Linked DNA regions of Sus scrofa: region 2 is linked to region 1. The links are chromatin contacts, called in public Hi-C maps. All regions are on one chromosome and are shown on one strand. The core of a region is the stretch at or near the end of the contact, and the rest is flanking DNA. Distances in the headings are between cores, read along the strand shown.

Evidence for each region. Hi-C and Micro-C count contacts between places; a contact is called where the count stands out from the background.
Region 2: a Hi-C map of spleen shows a contact between it and region 1, with 2.1 times the contacts expected there. The contact joins two enhancer-like sites. A contact is called at or near these places in 5 of 47 Hi-C or Micro-C datasets (blood, embryonic fibroblasts, skeletal muscle and 1 more) and 2 of 2 datasets of contacts at active chromatin or transcription factors (alveolar macrophages and skeletal muscle).

The regions. Positions count from the first base shown.
Region 1 is chr17:49,457,634-49,460,899 of Sscrofa11.1, reverse strand. No RefSeq gene overlaps it. Among named protein-coding and RNA genes, the nearest start is that of ZMYND8, 69 kb to the right of the region's middle. Within about 2 kb of position 1,734, at least 27 of the 83 cell types and tissues checked have an H3K27ac peak or open chromatin away from gene starts, as enhancers often do. A contact at or near this core is called in spleen, where this site is marked.
Region 2 is chr17:49,637,627-49,640,892 of Sscrofa11.1, reverse strand. NCOA3 (nuclear receptor coactivator 3) reads right to left here. Exons shown (of 25, transcript NM_001114276.1): 5 at 3,040-3,086; 6 at 1,384-1,558; 7 at 804-992; 8 at 560-661. Among named protein-coding and RNA genes, the nearest start is that of NCOA3, 110 kb to the right of the region's middle. Within about 2 kb of position 1,657, at least 5 of the 83 cell types and tissues checked have an H3K27ac peak or open chromatin away from gene starts, as enhancers often do. A contact at or near this core is called in spleen, where this site is marked.

The sequences.
Region 1 (3,266 bases), core at 485-2,984:
TGTTTTTCTTTTTTGGAGTTTGGAATCAATACATTTGCCTTCTTTTTTCTTTTTTTTTAAGATCTCAAACAGGATCAGACAAGACTAGCGGACATATATCAAGAATGCATTTGGTTGCAAGTAACGGGTAGCCAAATACACTGGCTTCAACAAAAGAGGGTTATTTTTCTCCCAAGACAAGAGAGGAGGAGACAGCAGTCCAAGGCAGGTGTGGTGACTCAAAGAGGGTCTCAGTGTCACATCTCGGGCTCCTGCTTTCCTGCTGCACCAGCTGTAGCGTGTTGGCTGTCACAGTCTGGCTGTAGGGCGGCCATGCTCCTCTCATCATCACATCCACAGATGACGGGGAAGGAAAAAGGCCTTGATCGTTGCATTTGTCCCTGTTTATGTTGGGCGAGGGGAGCAGCAATCTTCCCCAGGACCCCTCAGGAGGCTTCCTTTCATACAGACACCCCTAACTTCAAGGAGAGAAGGGGCTGGAAAACCTCATTCTCAGCCTTCTGGCTGAGGGACAAGAGGTTTTTGTTGTATTTTTTGTTTGTTTTTTGGGTTTGTTTTTTTTTTGCTTTTTAGGGCCACACGCACAGCACATGGAGGTTCCCAGGCTAGGGATCAAATCAGAGCTACAGCTGCCAGCCTACACTACAGCCACAGCAATGCAGGATCTGAGCCACAGGTGTGACCTACACCACCGTTCAGGGCAATGCCAGATCCTTAATCCACTGAGTGATCCTTAGCCCAGGGATCGAACCTGCAACCTCATGGTTTCTAGTTGGATTCGTTTCCACTGTGCCACAAGAGGAATTCCAAGAGGTTTTTGTTTTTTGTTTCTTTTTCTTTTTGGCTGTGCCCATGGCATACAAAAGTTGCCAGGCCAGGGACCAAACCTGTGCCACAGCAGTGACAACACGGGATCCTTAACCCACTGTGCTACCAGGGAACTCTGAGGGAGAAGAGTCATGAGCATGGGTGTTGAGAGAGAGCCCACCTAGAGTGGCTGCTACAGGAGCTATGGGAGAGATGACACAAAACGACCTGAATGGCTAATTTCAACGCCCAAAGAGTGACTGCAGCTTTTGTAATTAATGGGCAACTTGCTCTTATTCAAATTCTAAGCCTCAAAGAAAACGGATTCTAAAACTGAAATGCCCAACAGCTTTCTATTTTATGAGTCAAGATTAACATTTGAACTCCGCGGTTCTCAAACACCCCATCAGCATCACCTGGAGGCCTTGTCAAAACGCAGGCTGCTAGGCCCCCCCAGCAGACCGAGGGCGGGGGCGGCACCTGAGAATTTGCATTTCTCGTTTCCAGGTGCTGCTGCTGATCTTACACCCCCATTTTGAAAGCCACGATTTCTGCCAATGCCTTATTTTAGCAGATATGTGTGCCATTTTCAGTCTTTTGTCCCTTGTACCAAAGCTACAAAGAATCACCCTGTCATCATGATGGGAGGTGGGGGGAGGGCACTGCTGGAGAGAAGCGTCTGCGTAAAGAGCTGACCCTGGACGGCTGTTTCTGCCGGCCAACAGTCACTTTCCTTCTCTGGGTTATCAGCACCTCGGTTTCCACCTGGGGAACTCCCTGGCTGCTGCGCAGGAGTTTCAGGTGGAGCAGACTCCTCCTCCCGTGTTGGAGGGAGGGTGGGAGGTGCAGACCTAGGGTTGGCTGATCAATGTATCCTGATACATAGTCATCAGTGTATTGTCACAGTAATTGGTTCAGGGTCAGTCACTTGACTCCAACTGATCCCGGAAGTGTTATCCACAGGCTCTTTTTTAGAGAGCCTAGGAGGAAGTGAGAGTATGACTCTTTCCACTAGGGTAGCTACTTCGGATGCAAGCTGAGTCTTCACGCCCCTTTGGGAGAGACTGAGAATAGACCCAAACTACAGAGACTAGAGGCAAAGCCATGGGAATGACCTGTCCGCTCCCACTTCCAACCTCCTCTGGGGCTTTTCCGTCACATGAGTCAATATACAACTTTGGGCCTAAGCCAGTTTGAGTTAGGTTTCTGCCTCTTGTAACTGAAAGAATGACAACTAGCCCAGGACAAATCTGGAAAGGGTTTGGTGCAACTTGGAGGAAGTGAAAGACTAAAACCAAGGGGAGGGCAGCACCAGAGAGTAGCTAAGAACTGGGTCACCTCGGGGGCCTCGCAGGCTACAATAAGCGTTTTGCATTTTTTTCTTGGCCACCCCCGAGGCATGGGAAATTCCCCAGCCAGGGATCGAACCCGCACCGCAGCAGTGACCACTGCCAGATCCTTAACCCGCTGAGCCACCAGGGAGCTCCAAGCATTTTGCTTTTTTTTTTTTTTTTTTTTTGTCTTTTTGCCATTTCTAGAGCCGCTCCCGCGGCATATGGAGGTTCCCAGGCTAGGGGTCCAATCGGAGCTGTAGCCTCTGGCCTACGCCAGAGCCACAGCAACGAGGGATCCGAGCCGCGTCTGCAACCTACACCACAGCTCACAGCAACGCCGGATCGTCAACCCACTGAGCAAGGGCAGGGACCGAACCCGCAACTTCATGGTTCCTAGTCGGATTCGTTGACAACTGCGCCACGACGGGAACTCCGCATTTTGTATTTTTAATTCACTGAACTGGGAAGCCACCAGGTGATCTGAAGCACGAGAGTCATATAAACATGGCTTCTTCAGGGACAGAGAGCATTGAAAGCCATTGTTAGTATTTTCTCAGAGCCAACAAATACTCTAGGTTTCACCATGATGAACTGGAGTTCTACTTTTTTTTTTTTTTTTTTTGTCTTTTTTGTCTTTTGTTGTTGTTGTTGTTGCTATCTCTTGGGCCGCTTCCTCGGCATATGGAGGTTCCCAGGCCAGGGGTTGAATCGGAGCTGTAGCCACTGGCCTACACCAGAGCCACAGCAACGCGGGATCCGAGCCGCGTCTGCAACCTACACCACAGCTCACGGCAACGCCGGATCCTTAACCCACTGAGCAAGGGCAGGGACCGAACCCGCAACCTCATGGTTCCTAGTCGGATTCGTTAACCACTGCGCCACGACGGGAACTCCTGAAGTTCTACTTTTAAGGGCACTGGCTGCTGGGATTTTTGTGTCCAAACACCTGCAGTGATCTCTTTGGACAGGAGCCATTGGAAAGAAGGCGGAGCAATCCAGGAGTATTTCAGGGATAACAGCTACCAGAATAAACTGATCCCGTTCTTGTTGTTGTTGTTGTTGTTGTTTTAAAAAAGAAAGGGAGAAATAAATTGTAAAAGGAGGAAGGAAATGTGTGCATTGACT
Region 2 (3,266 bases), core at 408-2,907, 180 kb before region 1:
TTTACTCTCATGGTCCAAAAAGGACAGACCAAGACTGAAATTCATGTTGATGTCAAGAATTACTCCCAGTAACTCTCATCAAATTACCCATATTTTTGAAATGTGTTTCTTTACAAAAAAGGGGCTTGAGGTTACAGAAAAGAAACAGTAACTTCTGGGAGTTCCCACTGTGGCTCAGAGGTAATGAAGTCAACTAGCATCCCTGAGGATGCGGGTTCGATCCCTGCCCTCACTCAGTGGCTTAAGGCAACTGGCGTTGCTGTGAACTGTGGTGTACGTCGCAGACGCAGCTCAGATCTGGCGTTGCTGTGGCTCTGGCATAGGCCAGTGACTACAGCTCCGCTTAGACCCCTAGCCTGGGAACCTCCATATGCCACGGGTGCAGCACTAAAAGGACAAGACAAAACAAAGGAAAAAAAAGAAACACAGGAAATAATCCATGCAAAGTATTCATTATAGTGGGTGCAGGCACTTAAATGATAGTGCAGGCTGTAGAAACAGTTAACTTCCATAAAAATTTTCAAAATGAACAATATGCAGGCACATGCACAGTTTTTACCTGAAAGATCATGTCTAGTAATAAAGCTCTCAGGGTTTGATGGAAACGCTCTTTCTCCAGTAGTGATTCGGCGGGCCACACAGATCATGCAGGATTGCAAATCTGCAATAGAAAATTGAACCAGGTAAGGATTCTATTTAACCTTTGGCTACATCTGTTCAATAGGCAAGTACGGACATCGAATTCAGTAAGAAGAATTACAACCACGGAAATCACAAAGCTCCAAGCATGTGATCGAGCTCACCTTCCCCCTCCTCCATCATAGCTCGAGGCTGGGACAGGGCAAAGCACTGCATCGTTTCATATCTCTGGCGCATTTCAGGACTAGTGTTCATGTCTTCCAGGATATCATGTGGTATCTTCATCAACATACGGCAATTAAATGTATGGCTTTTTTGTCTCTGGGTCTCATTTGTCCAGGTAACTCCATTAACTTTGGAAAACAAGTTGAAAGGAGTTTTTTAAGCTGGCAATTTCAGTCTGTGACTATCATCAAGAATTGAAGCTACACCTATTTTCTCATTATACATCTATCACAGTAATTTCTACACTAATATTTTCAAAGTGGCAATATAAAAAACACTGGAATAATTTCAACTTCAACAGGTGTCTCACTTATATTCTATACCTCACTTCATACCCTGGACCCATGAAATGTACACCAAATTCTAAATTCATCTGAAAATGTTGCTAGCTGCCACTTATCTTCTTCTACATAAATCTGATCACTTGGTTTTCTAAAACGTAAAAGATCAATTTTCTAAGAAATGGTCAAAAAAAATTTTTTTTTAAACTTATCTAGGAAACACACATTAAAAGCCTACCTGTAGATTTCGGTAAGTTTTTAAGGAAATCCTTTCTGTCTTCTTCATGCAAGATACTGTAGACACTTGTGTTAACCAGGTCTTCTTGCTTGTATTGCAGGTACTGAGTGACGTTTTCTGACACAAATACAATGTTTCCTTCTCGATTCACCACAAACAGGAAACCATCCAACGCCTGAAGCGGATATGTTGATGTTGGCAGGCTATTAGGAGCTGAACTCTATCCCCTCCCCCCACCAAAATGCATCTGTTGAAGCCCTAACCCCCAGTGTGACTACGTTTGGAGACAGGGCCTTTCAGGAGATAATTAAGGTTACTTGAGGTCATAAGGGTAGGGCTCTAATCCAATAGGACTGGTGTTCTTATAAGAAGAGAGAGAGAGACACCAGAGATGCACACGCACAGAGAAAAGGCCACGTGAAGACACAAGAAGGCTGCCATCTACAAGCCAAGGAGAGAGGCCTCAGGAGAAACCAAGCCTGTCAACACCTTGATCTTGGACTTCCAGCCTCCAGAACTGTAAGAAATAAATTTCTGCTGTTTAAGCCACCCAGTCTGTGGTATTTTGTTATGGTAGCCTTAGCAGACTAAGACACCAGCCTTGGTACTAAATATAATTTGAAAAATCTACTACTGATTCAACCACTATTAGCCACCATTCCTATTAACATTAGCAACATTAATACAGGGTTATATGAAAAATAAAGACAATTTCAAGAAAGACAAATACAGGCAGCAAGAGATTTGAATTAATGTCTAATATAATTTTTGAAGGATTACTTCTTCAAAGGAGCTTTTAATAATAAGAAAATCATCCTTACTGCTCTCCATTTTCCCACTTGATACCAAGTCAAGCTACAGGAATTACCCCTGTCTTTAATGGGAATTTACAAAGAGGAACAATGCACTTTACTAAAAAGTAGCTGGAACAAACTAACTGAAATAAGAACAGTTTTGTTTTTGATGAGTTAAAGTTTTATTAAAGGGCTTTCAGCCCTGACTTAAAGTAAGAGAAACATTCTGTAAGTGCTACAGGTTAATTACATCTATTTAAAACAACTACTTAACAAAAAATACATTTGGGTTTTTGTTTTGTTTTGCTGCTTTTGAGGGCCACACCCAGGGCATATGGAAGTTCCCGAGCTTGGGTCTAATCAGAGCTGTAGCTGCCAGCCTACATCACAGCCACACCACCACCAGATCCGAGCAGCATCTGTGACCTACACCACAGCTCACGGCAACACCAGATCCCCAACCCTTTGAGCAAGGCCAGGGATCGAACCCACATCCTCATGGATGCTAACTGAGTTCATTACCGCTGAGCCACAACGGGAATTCCAAAAAATATATTTTAGGTCTTAAAAATGCTTCCAGAATATAAAATTGTAGTGTGTATAAGATCAATCCACACACAACAATACACCAAAGAGTCTGAGGTAAAATACACCCAAAATATTTGGGTGGGGGGAGAATGCCACAGGACCTCCTGAGTTACACATATTGTAAATATAAGAGTATTTTACCATCATATTCAGAATACTAAGTTCTATCTCGTGAAAAGAAACATTTTCTTTTGTTCTCATATCCTAACCATACACACACAAAAAAAATTTTTAAGTAACACAGCTGACTCGACAGCTAAAACCATACACTTGCCTGAAGTAAAAGTGGTCCTAAGGAGTCTTTATCAATCACCCCTTGTCCTGTGGAAGATACATCAGCTTTCTGAACATCATCATCATTGGAAATAGCTTTCCCTGAAAAGACATAAGGCAGTACTACAAATAGCATATATATATATCAGCGACAGATTAAATCCACCTTCAAATGGTCCCCCAGAACAGACACAAAGAGACATGCACACACATGTGCATTTGCATATA